Linked DNA regions of Sus scrofa: region 2 is linked to region 1. A link is a contact called in public Hi-C data. All regions are on one chromosome and are shown on one strand. Each heading gives the region's core, a stretch centred on a gene start, on an enhancer-like site or on the middle of the called end of the contact. The rest is flanking DNA. Distances are from core to core; before and after follow the strand shown.

The links. Hi-C and Micro-C count contacts between places; a contact is called where the count stands out from the background.
Region 2: a contact with region 1 is called in a Hi-C map of embryonic fibroblasts, with 2.3 times the contacts expected there. The contact joins two enhancer-like sites. A contact is called at or near these places in 1 of 47 Hi-C or Micro-C datasets (embryonic fibroblasts) and 1 of 2 datasets of contacts at active chromatin or transcription factors (alveolar macrophages).

What each region holds. Positions count from the first base shown.
Region 1 is chr8:29,136,164-29,143,843 of Sscrofa11.1, reverse strand. It overlaps RELL1 (RELT-like protein 1), which reads left to right. Exons shown (of 7, transcript XM_013978589.2): 5 at 2,152-2,388; 6 at 6,787-6,925. Among named protein-coding and RNA genes, the nearest start is that of RELL1, 51 kb to the left of the region's middle. Within about 2 kb of position 4,298, at least 2 of the 83 cell types and tissues checked have an H3K27ac peak or open chromatin away from gene starts, as enhancers often do. A contact at or near this core is called in embryonic fibroblasts, where this site is marked.
Region 2 is chr8:29,426,622-29,434,301 of Sscrofa11.1, reverse strand. The region is part of intron 2 of TBC1D1 (TBC1 domain family member 1); the gene reads right to left. Among named protein-coding and RNA genes, the nearest start is that of TBC1D1, 60 kb to the right of the region's middle. Within about 2 kb of position 3,716, at least 12 of the 83 cell types and tissues checked have an H3K27ac peak or open chromatin away from gene starts, as enhancers often do. A contact at or near this core is called in embryonic fibroblasts, where this site is marked.

The DNA.
Region 1 (7,680 bases), core at 3,049-5,548:
TCATAGAGACACAGGAGCTGTGACTTCTCCTATTTTCCAGTCCTGCCCATAGACACCTTGGGGTAGGACCGTGTCACCTCGGTGTATCTTTGCCTCAGGCATCTTAGGGCATCCTGTGGTCCCTGCCACTGGGTTTTGTGCACAGCAGGTCCCAGATAAACGTTCGTTGAATGGAGGTGGTTAAACTTTTTTCTTTTTTGGCTACACCCTCAGCAAAAGGAAGTTCCCAGGCCAGGGATCAAACCCTAGCCACAGCGGTGACAATGCCATATCCTCAACCTGCTGAGGCACCAGGGAACTCTGAATGTTGTTAAATTTTCAAATTTAGACTCCTGATATGTGGTGTGGACCTTGTTTTACCCCAGAAAGCTGCAACTGTGTTTTGTTTGTTTGTTTTTTGTGGGTTTTTTGGGGGGTTTCTTTCTTTTTTTCTTTTTAGGGCCAACCTGAGCCTATGGAGGTTCCCAGGCTAGGGGTCTAATTGGAGCTGCAGCTGCTGGCCTCTGCCACAGCCACAGCAACGCTAGATCCGAGCCACATTCGCAACACCACAGCTTGCAGCAACACCTGATCCTTAATCCACTGAGTGAAGCCAGTGATTGAACCTGCATCATTTTAGACACTATGTTGGGTTCTTAATCTGCTGAGCCACAACAGGAACTCCCTGCAATTTTGCGTTTTAAACAATCTAAAGAGCATTCCTAAAGAACACCAGGAAACTCTGGGCTGTAATGTTTGAGACTATCGTTTCCATAAGGCGTGCTGCTTTTGAGGTGGCCGGTTATCAGCAGTATAAAGGCTGGTTTATGCTGTCATGAGACTTCCATGCGCCTTTGGGGCTTTTGGCCCAGTCTCAAGAGTCAGGCTGTGCTGTGACCAGCTGCCCCACCCACCCGCTCCTCCATGGTCAGAGGGCTGATTCCTGGTCAGGCCAGCCCTGTGCTGTCTTGATTCCTCCTTTCCTGGTAGACCAGAGCCTTGACACAGCTTGATGAAAGCAGTTAGCATCTGACCTATATATACTTCTGCTTTTTACATTTTGGATGGTCTGGCTGGGTTTCTTCCAGGTTATCAAAGGGGTCTCCCCTGTTTCTGAAGCACTGCAGCGTGATGATTAAGATCATGGTTTCTAGATGTCATCTTTCCAGATTTGGATCTCAACCATGACTTATTGGCTGTGTGACCTTGGGCAAGTTACTTAACTGCTCTGAGGCTCAGTGTCTTCTTTTTTAAAAAGAGGAAATTGGAGTTCCTGTCATGGCTTGGTGGCATCCATGAGGATACAGGTTCAATCCCTGGCCTTGCTCAGTGGGTTAAAGGATCTGGCATTGCTATGAGCTGTGGTGTAGGTCGCAGACATGGCTCAGATCCCACCTTGCTGTAGCTGTGAAGGCCAGTGGCTACAGCTCCGATTCAACCCCTAGCCTGGGAACCTCTGCATGCTGCAGGTACAGCCCTAAAGAGACAGAAAAATATAAACAAATAAATAAATAAGGAAATTAATAATATCTACCTCAGAAAGTTTTGTAAAAATGAACCGAATTAACATATATCAAATGCTTAGAGTGCTGTTAGCTATTTTTATTATTCCTATTATCAACCTCTTTTGAACATCTCTCTTTTGAGTATTTTGACCTAAAAGCTTTCTTCCTTTGATACAATCGTCAGATTGGATCAAAAGCCACTCGATAATTTGACTGGAATTTAAGTTTTTCTCTCCTCCAAGGCATGTATGTCCAAGGTGTCTATTTGCTTAGAGATCTGGGCAGGCGCTTGGGTATGTGTGAGAAATTAGTTTGCCTGAAATTAGATTGGATGAGAAGGGAGGTTGGCCATTTGGAAAGAAACCTAATACTTTAAGACAAACAGTACACCATCATTAGAAGCAGGGGTTTATTTCTGGCCCTTTAATTCCATCCTAGAAGTGATAAATCACATTATTACTGTTTAAAACGAGCTGTCATTGTACAGTCGTAAAAGCTGAATGCCTGCTGTCTGAGATCAGTTCACAACGCCCATTTGTGTAATTGGAAGAGACATTTTTTCCTTTTGCTTTGAACCTGCTTCTTACATTCCGTGGGAGAGATTTGCCTTCGCTGGTATTTCTTTTAAGTAACCAGATCCACCTTTTCCTTTTTCTTCCCCCTGTAGCCCTGTGACCCCCAGCACTCCTGGGAGCCCGCCCGTGAGCCCCGGGCCCTTGTCACCGGGAGGCACCCCAGGAAAGCACATCTGCGGCCACCATCTGCACACAGTGGGCGGTGCTGTCGAGCGGGACGTGTGTCATCGATGTAGGCATAAGCGGTGGCACTTCATCAGACCTGCCAACAAGTCCAAAGAGGGCCGCCCGAGGCGCCAAGGGGAGGTCACCGTCCTCTCTGTGGGCAGGTGAGGCCCGGGGCGCTTTGGGTTCTGTGATCTAGTTGCCGTGCTGTGTGGATTTCTCACCCATTGTGTAGCGTGGGTTCTCCTGAGCCTGGCTCAGGTCCTGTCTCTGAGCGTCCTCTGTATTTTCTGGTCTGAGTCTGGCATTTTTCCAACAGCAGAAGAATTCTAAGAGGCAGTTATTGCAAGATCAGATGTGACGAAGTTCCTGTCATGGCTCAGCCAGGGGTTAATGAACCTGACTAGTATCCATGAGGATGTGGGTTCGATCTCTGGCCTTGCTAAGTGGGTTAAGGATCCAGTGTTGCCATGAGCTGTGGTGCAGGTTGCAGACAAGGCTCAGATCTGCATTGCTGTGGCTGTGGTGTAGGCCGGTGACTATAGCTCCCATTCAACCCCTAGCCTGGGAACCTCCATATGCCAAGGGTGTGGCCCTAAAAAGACAAAAAAAATTTAAAAAAAAAGATCAGATGTTCGGTGTATTAATTACTTGCTGTGTTAGGGTTCACCAGAGAGGCAGAATCACATGTATGTATGTACATGCACACACAAATATAAGAGGAGATTTGTTATGAGAATTGATTCACATGATGATAGAGGCCAAGAAGCCCATGATCTGTCTGCAGGCTGGAGTATCAGACAAGCTGGTGCTGTAATTCAGTCCAAGTCCAAAGGCCTGAGAACCAGGGGAGCCGATGGTGTGAGCCAGAGTCCCAGTCTGAAGGCCCTAGAAGAAGGATGCTCATGTCCAATGGCAAAGAAGAGGGATGTGTCAGCTTGAGCCGAAAGAGCAGCTTCGGTCTTCCCTGCCTTTTTGTTCTCTTCAGGCCCTCCAGCGACTGGATCTGCCCATTCCCCTTGGTGAGAGGGATCTTCTCTACTCAATTTACCGATACAGATGATAATCTCCTGCAGACACCCTCACTGACAAACCTAGAAATAATGTTTTACCAACCCTCTGGGCAGCTCCTGGCCCAGTCACGTTGACACAAGAAATTAACCATCACACTTGCTCTAATAGATAAAGCCCAGATCTCAACTATTTACGGATGTTTGTTTTGCTTGTGGAATTGAAAGATTGGTGGTGGCTCTTCGAGATGTCATCCAGAGGCCCAGGTCCTTTCCACCTTGTGGCTCTGCCAGGTTGGCCAGCAGTTCAGAGGACTGTTCACAGGAGATTTTTAATGAGATGGGCCTGCAGTGGCACATTTCATTCTTGCTCACATTCCTCTGCCTGGAAGTCAATCACTCGTCCACACCTATGGCCGGGGAGGTGGGAAATGTCACCCAGCCATGTGCCAGGAAGAAAGGAAGCGATGGAGTGGGTCCACTGCCCTCCAGCCTCTGCCGTAAGATCCACGTGGATTCCTGGCCCTGCTTTCTTTTAGTTTGCCTCCTGTGTCTGTTTCCCCGTCCTCGAGTTCCCTTTACTTATAACCCACTGTGATGTGGAGATCTTGCGGTTCAAGTGGTGAATGAATTTGATGATATGTAGAGCCTTTTTGCTAGATGCTGAGCCTCCTGCAGAAACTGCAAGGCTAATGCACGTGGAAAGGCAGTAGAGAGTCATGGTCAAGAGCATGTGTGCTAGAGCCAGACGGGGAAGCCCTGAGCAAAAGTCGACAGCATTGCCTACATGATCCTTCCTTCTCTATTGACAAACTCTGGGAAGAAGAGCCGGGACTTGTTGAATCTCCCTCATTTGCGTCCTGGCACCACTCCTTACAAATTGTTCCTTCTCTCTGCCCATTTCCCCTTGTATAAAATGGAGAGGACAGCAGTATTCATCTGGTTGCTGTGAAGACTAAAGCAGGTGACTCACATAAAGATTTTAGACCCTTTTGGGGCGCTTATTATGCATTCAAGAAGTGTTGGCTGCCATCATTATTATTATTCTTACTGTTTGAATTCCGTTGAGTTTCATCATGTGTTGCACAAGCAGCTAGGAGAAGACTACAGGGCTCTTTACCCCTTACAGCAAAACAGTACAACTCATGACCACACTGTTTATTCAAGAGTGGAGTCACGCGAACTTATGAATATGGAGTGAAATGAGAACCTGTTAACTCGCTTGGACAAAGTATATTTTGTTTGCTTTAAAAAAAAAATCTGCGGAAATTTTCAATGTGGATTCAACACGCTTTCTTAAATGCCCCCAGTCCAACTCTGTGTCTTGGAGGTTGATAAATTCTGCGAATGTTGAATGATTACAGGCTGCTTGTCAGCATGGGCTACTTAAAGGGACTCAGCGCTCTTCCAAATAGATTTGTGGTGACAACTTTCCCCCATTTTTCCTCTCACTCCCTCCTTCTGGTGGGTGATCTCATTTTGGACAAAGCAGGAGAATGTATTTTAGATGGTTTTAAGGGAAGTGAAGGCTAGAAGTAGAAAGTATTATGAAACACGTTAGAGAGTTGATGGTGATGCCTAGAAGAACAGTCCAAGTGAGTAAATTTCTTTAATTTCTCTCTTAATTCTTATTTATTTATTTATTTTGTTTTTTAGGGCTGCACCTGTGGCATATGGAAGTTCCCAGGCTAGGGGCTTAATTGGAGCTACAGCTGCCAGCCTACACCACAACCACAGCAACACCAGATCTGAGCCGCATCTGGGACCTACACCACAGCTCATGGCAATGCTGGATCCTTAACCCACTGAGTGAGGCCAGGAATGGAACCCACATCCTCGTGTATCCTAGTCGGGTTCGTTACCACTGAGCCACGACGGGAACTCTGTTTTTCTCTCTTAATTCATAAGGAAAATCTCTTCCTTCAATTCCTTAACTTTTTCCTTAATCCTTAATGAAATTGACCCACAAGTTCCCATTGTGGCTCAATGGTAATGAACGTGACTAGTATCCATGAGGACGAAGGTTCCATCCCTGGCCTCGCTCAGTGGGTTAAGGACCGGACATTGCTGTGAGCTATGGTGTAGGTCACAGACACAGCTCGTATCTGGCGTTGCTATGGCTGTGGTGTAGGCCAGCAGCTACAGCTCCGATTCAACCCCTAGACTGGGAACTTGCATATGCTGTAGGCGCAGCCCTAAAAAAACAAAAGAAAGATAGAAAATTGACCCAAATTTGCATAAAAAATAACAGACGAAACCCAAACAGATACAGAAACGCTGCCACTAACTCATGCCGATAAACGTGTGGCTGGGGCTGTGTGTGTGTGTGTGTGTGTGTGTATGTGTGTGTGTGTGTGTGTGTGTGTAGAGATGGGTGAAATTGGAAGAAGGCAGTTCTCCATTGAACATCTGGTTTGCAAACTAGTTGGGCTTTTATCCAGCTTTCTGTGGTTAGAACTCCTGATGTTAAGGTCTAGGTCCTTGTTAGAACAGCTCTGAAGCTGTTTAATATTTGAGTACCCGTGTTTCTTAGTGCAATTTCCCGTGCTCTGTAAACTGTGCAACAAAGTCTGTGATGTGTGGAGTGAACATCAGCTTGGAGGTTTGGCAGAGGACAGGGCTTCCTGCTGCGTGGGAATGTTCCCCCTGTTCAATATAGTGATTTTTTTCTTCTTCTTTTTTTTTTTTTTTTTGGTCTTTTTGCCTTTTCTAGGGCCGCTCCTGCAGCATATGGAGGTTCCCAGGCTAGGGGTCTAATTGGAGCTGTAGCCACCGGCCTACACCACAGCCACAGCAATGCGGGATCTGAGCTGCATCTACGACCGGCACCACAGCTCACAGCAATGCCGGATCCTTAACCCACTGAGCAAGGCCAGGGATCGAACCTGCAACCTCATGCTTCCTAGTTGGATTCATTAACCACTGCGCCACGACGGGAACTCCGTGATTTTCTTTCTTTAAAAAAAAAAAAAAGTTTTTTTTGTTTTTTGTTTTCTTTTTGCTTTTTAGGGCCACACTTGTGGCATATGGAAGTTCCCAGGCTAGGGGTTGAATCAGACCTATAGCTGTGGGCCTACATCACAGCCACAGCAACGCAGGATTGCGACCTACACCAAAGCTCATGGCAACACAGGATCCCCGACCCACTCATCGAGGGATCGAACCCTCATCCTCATGGATACCAGTCAGATTCCTTTCCGCTGCGCCACAACAGGAACTCCCTTAAAAAATTTTTTTTGATGTATAGTCATGTTAGTTTCAGTTTCAATTATACACATCCATATATCTCTCTCTCTATTTTTTTTTTCAGATTCTTTTTTCCTCATAGATTATTACAAAATATTGAGTATAGTTCCCTGGACTGTACAGTAGATCCCTGTTGGCTCCTTGTTTTATATGTTGTGTGTGTGTGTGAATATGGTGATTTTCATTGCTGTCCTGACTTTTGGCTGAGTTCGCTTGGGATCCTCCAGGTGGGTGATTCGGGGTTCATCCATAACTCTTGTTCACTGAAAAAGAAAACCCATCACATCTCCCCTTTCCCCACATCAGGTTTAGAGTTACGAAAGTGGAACACAAGGCAAATCAGAAGGAGCGGAGAAGTTTGATGTCAACCGGTGGGACCGAGAGTGTCAACGGGGAGGTGCCTGCCACACCTGTGAAGAGGGAGCAGAGTGGCCCAGAGGAGCAGGTGAGTAGGACGTGTGGCAGCATCAGTGGTGGAGACGGTCCTGAGAGCCTCCCCAGGGTCAGTGGTGACATGGGAGCGACCTGGCAGGAACATGAGACGTGCTTTCCTGGAGCTGGTAGGGCTGTAGGGGACTGAATGCCATCGGTTGTCCACCCTGAGCTTTTTGTAAAGAGCTGCCCAGTGTAGGGGCCTCCAGGGGCTTGGTTTGCATGATCGTGAGGAGGGAGGGGTTACTTTTTGTTTGTTTGTTTGTCTTTTCAGGGCCACACCTGTGGCATATGGAGGTTCCCAGGCTAGGGGTTGAATCGGAGCTGCAGCCGCTGGCCACGACCACAGCCACTGCAACGCCAGATCCAAGCCATGCCTGCAACCTAGACCACAGCTCACAGCAATGCCGGATCCTTTACCCACTGAGTGAGGCCAGGGATTGAACCTGTGTCCTCATGGATCCTAGTCAGATTTGTTTCTGCTGTGCCACAATGGAAACTCCAGGAGAGTTACTTCTGAGGCAGTGTGGAGTGGCGGGGATTGTGGCAAACTAGAAATCACATAACCCATCTGTGGGGTTGGCAGTACCACAAGGCAGAGTGGTTAGTGTGGCATAATGGTTAGTATGGTTAGTTTTGCATAGATCTTATGTCCAAAAAGGTGGAAATTCAGACTTTTTTAAAATCTCAAAATCATATTGAATGTATTATTTATTTTAAAAATTTTTATTGAACTATAGTTGATTTACACTGTCCTGTTAGAAATCT
Region 2 (7,680 bases), core at 2,467-4,966, 290 kb before region 1:
GGGACCCCTGATCTCCCAGTGCCCAGGAAATTCAGCAGGGTGGGGTATGGGCCCTGCATAGGTTAATGAGAACCTAGTCTTGGATTGGATGTGTCAGTGGATCTAGGACAAGGTTTCTTTATGTGACAAATGTCACCTTGTCCTTCCTCTCCAAGGGCCACTGCAGGCCAAATCCAAGAAAAAGACACAGGGCTCTTCTGGGCCAACAAATGCTGCTTTACAGTTTCAATCCAGCAAGCAGTGATTTCAGGTACCCAACTCTTGTGCTTATCAATGGAAGCCACTGAAGTATCCATTCATTCCTGCAGTCATTGATAAATATCTGTTGTGCATGTCTGCACACCAGTCCCTGGAGATGGTACAGTAAACAAGCCACCTGCCCCCAGAGGAACATCATGGGGTCTAGGGGGCCCGTACAGCAAGTAAACAGGAAACTGCACGACTAAGTGAGAAGTGCTGCTGGAAGGAAAAAAGAGGGTGCTCAGAAAGTGTGCAGAAAAGGCCTTTAACCCTCTAAGAGGGCCTGCCTGCAACGAGTAAGGCTGAAGGGTTTAAAGACACACCTAAGGCCAAGTAGAAATTAGCCACTGGAGAGTAAATGACAAGCAAGATTATCCCTAATCTCTAAAGGAGTAGAATCTGATACTGAACCTTTTATTACATAACGACACCCTTATTTTCTAAGGTGTGTTTTTGAATTATAAAATATTTTTTTAAAAAAAGGAGTTCCTGTCATGGCTCAGTGGTTAACAAATCCGACCAGAAACCATGAGGTTGCAGGTTCGATCTCTGGCCTTGCTCAGCGGGTTAAGGATCCGGCCCTAGAAAAAGGCAAAAGACAAAAAAAAAAAAAGAATCTGAATGCAGCAGCTTGGCCCAGGGGCCCAGTGGCCTAAAGGCTCCCGAGGTGCAGCAGCTGCAGCATAGGTCACAGGTGCAGCTTGGATTCAATCCCTGGCCTGGGAACTTGCCTACGCACAGGTGTGCCCATAAAATTTTTTTTTTTTGCACAGATATACCTATGTGTATTTTTTTAAGAAGAAAAATGTTACAAGAATAACCACCAGCTGCACTGGGTGTATTGCTCCCCCCGGCCGTTTTATATATTAACCCCATAAGTGTCAATCTGCAAACAATATAAAGAAGGATTTTGTGCTTAACATTTTTTTTCCTACTTGGTATCATAGCGTATATATTCTTTCAGAAGTTGCTTTTTTTAATATTCAACACTGTGATATTTTAACTGCTGAATAGTATTCAATTATCTTAAGATTACCGCACAATTTAATCATCTCTTTCCTTTTTGATGGATAGTTAGATTTTTACCAATTTTTTTCTTTTTACCATAGCAGCAACACCCCTGTATTTGTCTCCTGTGCACATGTCCACAACATATGCCTAGAAAGGGAATTGCTGGGATAGGTGTGTTTATATCTGCAGCTGTGCCACATATGGCCACATTCTGCTGCCGAAACCCTGAGCCAATTTATACTCCTCCTGCACGCTTATGCTCTTCTTTCCTCACATCCTCACCAATCCTGAGGTTAGCAAGCTCTTGAATTTTGTCAACCTGATGAGTGTGATATGTTATTATTTTCTCACTTTAATCTGCGTTTCCCTGGTTGCCAGTGAGATGTCCGGCTTTTCATATGTCAAATGGCCATTCAGTTTCCTCCTCCGTAAACTGCCTGTTCACATTGTCAGGCCATTTTTCTTTTTTTTTTTTTTTCCTTCTATTTGCTTCTTAAGGTCGAACCCGGGGCATACGGAGGTTCCCAGGCTAGGGGTCTAATCAGAGCTGTAGCTGCCAGCCTACGCCACAGTCTATGCCACACAGGATCCGAGCCACATCTGTGACCTACACCACAGCTCACAGCAACGCCAGATCCTCAACCTACTGAGCAAGGCCAGGGATCGAACCTGCGTCGTCCTGGATGCCAGTCAGATTGGTTCACCACTGAGCCACGATGGGAGCTCCTCTCAGGCTATTTTTCTACTGGGTTGTGCTTTTTTTTTTTTTTTTTTTTAAGTTGGTTTGTAGAAATTCATTAGAATTCTTTCTCCCAGAGTTCCCATCGTGGAGCATTGGGAACGAATCCAACTAGGAACCATGAGGTTGCAGGTTTGAGCCCTGGCCTTGCTCAGTGGGTTAAGGATCCGGCATTGCCATGAGCTGTGGTGTTGATCACAGATGTGGCTCGGATCTGGCGTTGCTGTGGCTCTGGAGTAGGCCGGCAGCTACAGCTCCGATTCGACCTCTAGCCTGGGAACCTCCATATGCCGCAGGTACGGCCCTAAAAAGGACAAAAGACAAAAGACCAAAAAAAAAAGCTTTCCCCTGATCTAGAAAATTCACTAAACCCTGGAATTCACCAACCCCAGAGCAGCTCCTCAAGCCTCACAGGTGATCGAGACTGACATCAGACACCTACCAGAATCCAGGGCGTAGGCATAAAGCTGCTTTAAGTTATAAGACATTAGAAGCAAGATGAGAATTCATGAATATTATTTAAGCATGCAGACATTCTAAGATAATCAGTCAGTCCAATCAATGTCAGTCCGAGCTGCAAATGTGTTTCCTAATCTTCAGCACATCAATCTCTCTCGATTATCGCCTTTGGCTTCCAGGACCTCCTCAAGGCTTCTATTTGGTTCGTGCGAGACTAGAGACGTCGTGGGAAGCTCTTGACCTGACCCTGGCCTTTTCTCCTTTCTCCTTTGCTATTTCCTGTCTTCTGATTTCTCTGCTGGAGCCAAGCTTGTGCACACATCCTTCAAAGCAGGAGGCTCAGTAAGGAAGCAGTGTAGGAATGGCACAGCTTGGGGAGAGTTAGAAGGAATATGATCCACTTTATTTATTTATTTATTTTTGTCTTTTTGCTATTTCTTGGGCTGCTCCCGTGGCATATGGAGGTTCCCAGGCTAGGGGTCTAATCGGAGCTGTAGCCACTGGCCTACGCCAGAGCCACAGCAACTCGGGATCCGAGCCGAGTCTGCAACCTACATCACAGCTCACGGCAACGCCAGATCGGTAACCCACTGAGCAAGGTCAGGGATCGAACCCGCAACCTCATGGTTCCTAGTCGGATTCGTTAACCACTGCGCCATGACGGGAACTCCTGATCCACTTTATATTTAAGTAGAATGTTAATTATAGCAGAAATCGTTGTTGTAGTAGCTAACTTAGGTGCCCAGAGCATGATCTGGGAGCCACACGACCTCGTGCAAAGAGGGCGGGCCAAGGTCAGACAGAGCTGGGTGGGGTGTCAGCCTATAGCTTACTGCAAGCCTGGAGACCTGGGCGAGTTTATTTAACATCCAAGCCCTATTTCCACAATCATAAAATAGAGGTAACGCCCATCCTTCAGGCATTTGAAATGCTCAAAAGCACTTCGGTAAAGTGGAGGGCAACCAATAAAAAAAACCAGCAGCATTTTTAGCATTTCCTAATTTATAATGTACTTTTGCATACATAGTTTCACTTCTTAGTAACCTTCAGTAAGTCCGAGTCTTCCATTTTTGACTCAAGTACCACCCCAATGTTCTTCCAACTGAAAGGTGCCAAATATTTTTCACCCTGACTTCTCTCTCTTGCCAACTCTGATCTGTTGGGAGAAGAAATCTAGCACTTAGTGGTGACAGAGTCACAGGCCCTGTCTGGGCTTGGCGGTGTCGTCACAGGTGATGAGGTCTGCTGTGGGTACCACATACTGGAGTGTGGTAATGACCACATCCATTTGCCAACCCGCCTCCAGCCTCTTGATTCACAGCAGCAAAGGGTCACTTCTGTTTCTAAGGGCTGGAGAGAAGTTGAGGGCAGTGTTGCAGGGAGTTCTTTCAGTTCAGTATGTTTGTTCTCTAGTGCATTCCAGGAATCTCTGACTCATTGCCACATGTGTGTCTGCATTTGAGTCCATTTGCAAAAATACACCTATTTCTTTGCATAAGACCCATCTCAAAAATGAAAGGCCATTCAAAGATATTAATAGAACTCTTACTTGTAACAGGAGACAGCTAGCTAGGAGGTGAGAGCCATGAACTGGGCCTGGTGTATTAAGTGATTAATTAATTAATTTTTAATTTTTAGGGTCGCACCTGCAGCATATGGAGGTTCCCATGCTAGGGGTCGAATCGGAGCTGTAGCTGCTGGCCTACGCCACAGCCACAGCAACGCAGGATCTGAAGCACGTTTGTAACCTACACCACACCTCAACACAATGCTGGATCCTTAACCCACTGAGCGAAGACAGGGATCGAACCCAGGTCCTCATGGATACTAGTCCCGGGTTTGCTACTGCTGAGCTACAATGGGAATCGCATCATTTTTAAAAAATGAAAAACTTTGAAATTGTTCTCTGAATTGGAGCAGAAATAAAGTAAAAGATGTAGTTAGTATAAGTGTCCTAAAAAAAGGGATAGATGGAGTTCCCGCCTTGGCGCAGTGGAAACGAATCTGACTAGGAACCATGAGGTTGTGGGTTCAATCCCTGGTCTCGCTCAGTGGGTTAAGGATCTGGCACTGCCATCAGCTGCGGTGTAGGTCTCAGACGCAGCTCAGATCCTGTGTGACTCTGGCTGTGGTGTAGGCCGGCAGCTGCAGCTCCGATTTGAACCCTATCCTGGGAACCTCCATATGCCACAAGTGCAGCCCTAAAAAGCCAAAAAAAAAAAAAAGGATAGACTGGTGAGGTCTAGAGGTGTGAAAGCAAATCCAATCCTAAGAGCTTTCTGGAGGAGGTGGTATTGGAGTTAGGAGAAATGGAATGAGTGCTTTTCTTAAGTAAAAGAAGAAAAAAACTCTCCAGGTAAAAGAAAGAGCAATGAGCAAAAAAAGAGAGACTTGGTGACTCCAAAAATCCACACTCCTATTTTGTTGGAGAAGAGCATACACAATCTTGGAATCAGAGGGAAAAGTCTGAAAAATCATCTGAGACCAGATGTGCAAGACCCCAGGCTGCCAAGCTGAGGAGTTTGGCATTTCTTGGAGTGGGGGGTGGGGGAGTGGGCATTTCTTGCCAGAAAGGTCTGGCGATAAAATGGCCTCATCAGAGAATGGATTTTCTAGGAGGTAAATCTGCTTTGTTGATTTTACAGATTCTTTCTCAAGTACGCTTTTTTTCCTAGACAACTTCAATCTGAAAAATATGTCATCCTTCCTAGCATATGTTTTTCAAAGTAAACTTAGTCACCATAAACGTATATGAGAAAAGGGGACATAAAAGCTAGCAGCAAACGCAGCCAATGTGGCCATCTGTTTCCGTGGCTCTGAGTAGAGATCAGCAAAAATAGCATTTAAAAAAAAAAACACCACAGAACTATGGCTGAAATCATATTTTCCAGTGTAGGTTTCCACCAGCGACGACTTATATACTTTTATTTGCCTGGCATTTCCCACAAAAGAAGGCATCTCCAGTACATCATGCAAAGCTATCCTCTGTTGCCTTACAAAGTCAAGGAACAAAAAAGGAAGGGAGGAGGGGAGGAAAATGATCTGGGGCTTGTGAGCAAATGTAAATCAAATGCCAAAGTGACCTTTTCAAAGTAATGACGAAGAAAAAACTATCAAACAATCTGTTCTGAACTTTTCCCAAAAAGGGGTGTAGGGTTTAAAAACAACAACAACAAAAAAACACAGTTCGTGGCGCCTGAAAGGCTATATTGGAATCTCAACTCTCTCCCTTTATTATACATTCTTGTGATGAGAGAAATTTCCTCCTCGAAAATGGTGACGTTATTTATTCCTTCAATGGTTGTGAGGAATAAAAGTGTCACACAGTATCGCGGGTCCTATGTTTTCACCCCTTCCCTTCCTTTGGAAAGGAAGGGATGTGGCTGCTGCATGGTGCTGCTGTGGCTGTGAGTATCACACAGACTCAACAGCTGCTTAAGTTCTCCTAACCCACGAAGGGAGTCTAAATGTCCACCTGGGGAGTTCCCTGGTGGCTCAGCGGGTTAAGTGCCCGGCATCATCACTGCAGTGGCTCAGGTTGCTGCTGTGGTGTGGGTTCAGTCCCTGGTCCCAGAACTTCCGCATGCCAAAGAGTTTTTTTAAAAATGTCCATTTGGGGAGTTCCCATTGTGGCGAAATGGTTAACAAATCTGACTAGGAACCATGAGGTTGCGGATTCAATCCCTGGCCTTGCTCAGTGCGTTAATGATCCGGCGTTGCCGTGATCTGTGGTGTAGATCGCAGACTCGGCTCAGATCCCGCGTTGCTGTGGCTCTGGTGTAGGCCGGTGGCTAGAGCTTCGATTAGACCCCTAAACCTGGGAACCTCCATATGCCACGGGAGCAGTTCAAGAAAAGGCAAAAGACAAAAAAAAAAAAAAAAAAAAAAAATGTCCATTTGGTCAGCTTGTGCCTGCAGGCGAGGGATGGGAGCCAGCAGTACAGATAACCCCAAGGACCAGGTAACAATAACCCTGCATGTGTCACTGTGGCCAGCATTGCATGACCTCTGGGGGAATTCATTACTGTACTCCCCTTTTCTCTAGATTAACATTAAAATTAGTTTACCCCCTGAACACACCATATGAGGCCAAGGGGGAAAGACCCAGAAGGGAGATACAGGGCAAAGACATCTGAAGATTTCAAATGTGTGAAAGTAATGCAAACGAAAACAATCTGCTGAAAATGCCTCCATTTATCACAAATATTTATTGAGCACCTATTTGGACAAAATACTGTATAGGCTGTGAGGACATATCTGTTAACAAAAAAAAATCCCTGCCCTCATAATACTTACACCCCAGTGAAGAGGGACAGACAAGGTGCAAAACAATAAATGCACAGTACATTAGATGCTCGCTGGAAGCAGACTCTAGATTATAACCTACACACATAAACAAAAAAAAGGAAGGAGTAAACTTTGAGGTAGCGCCCTCTTGTGTTAACAGTGGGAATTGTTGAAGCGCAGGCCTCTGGAGACAAAAATCAAGGGCAGGGATTTTTGTGGAAAAGGGTAACAGTGGAAATCACACGATGCAGATTAATATACACACCATGACTATGAGAGAGAGAAAGGAGAGACGTGTGTGCGTGCACTGGAACGTCTTGATATTTTCCTGTATTACCTTAAGGAAAAAATGGGGTCAAGAGGGCAGAGGGATGATGGCACGTCTTCCAGAAGCAAGATAGAAACAGGGGGGTTCCTTTTTTACTTTTTACAATTTTCTCAACTTATCAGACGACAAATGATTTTTTGACTTGCTTGTGCTTTATAAGATTTTTCAAATCAATAAACATTAAAATAGGGGGGAAGGAGACAGTTCTATACCTACTGACACAGAAATCAGTTTGCAATGCAAAAAGTGGAAATTCTAGGTTACAAAGCTCTGTGTCCTGTGATCGCATATGTGTAAAATACAGGGGTTTTTTTGTTTGTTTGTTTTTAATGGCAACTAGTGTTAGACAGCTGAGTGAATTGCCCCATCAAAGTCTCGGTGACTCAGCTCTGAGTCCTCTCCTTCTCACTACCCACAGAGGCATCATAAGTAACAGCTTCTGTCTCAGAGCTGCCTTCCAGAGTATCCCCACTTCCACTCTGCCCAGCACTGTGCTAGGTCGGCCGTGGCCATCTCTCACTTGAATAACGGCATAAACCTCCTTGCTGGTCTCAGTCCATCCTCCACAGGCTAGATTTCCTTTTCAAAACACAGATCTGAGTATGTCCCCACCTTG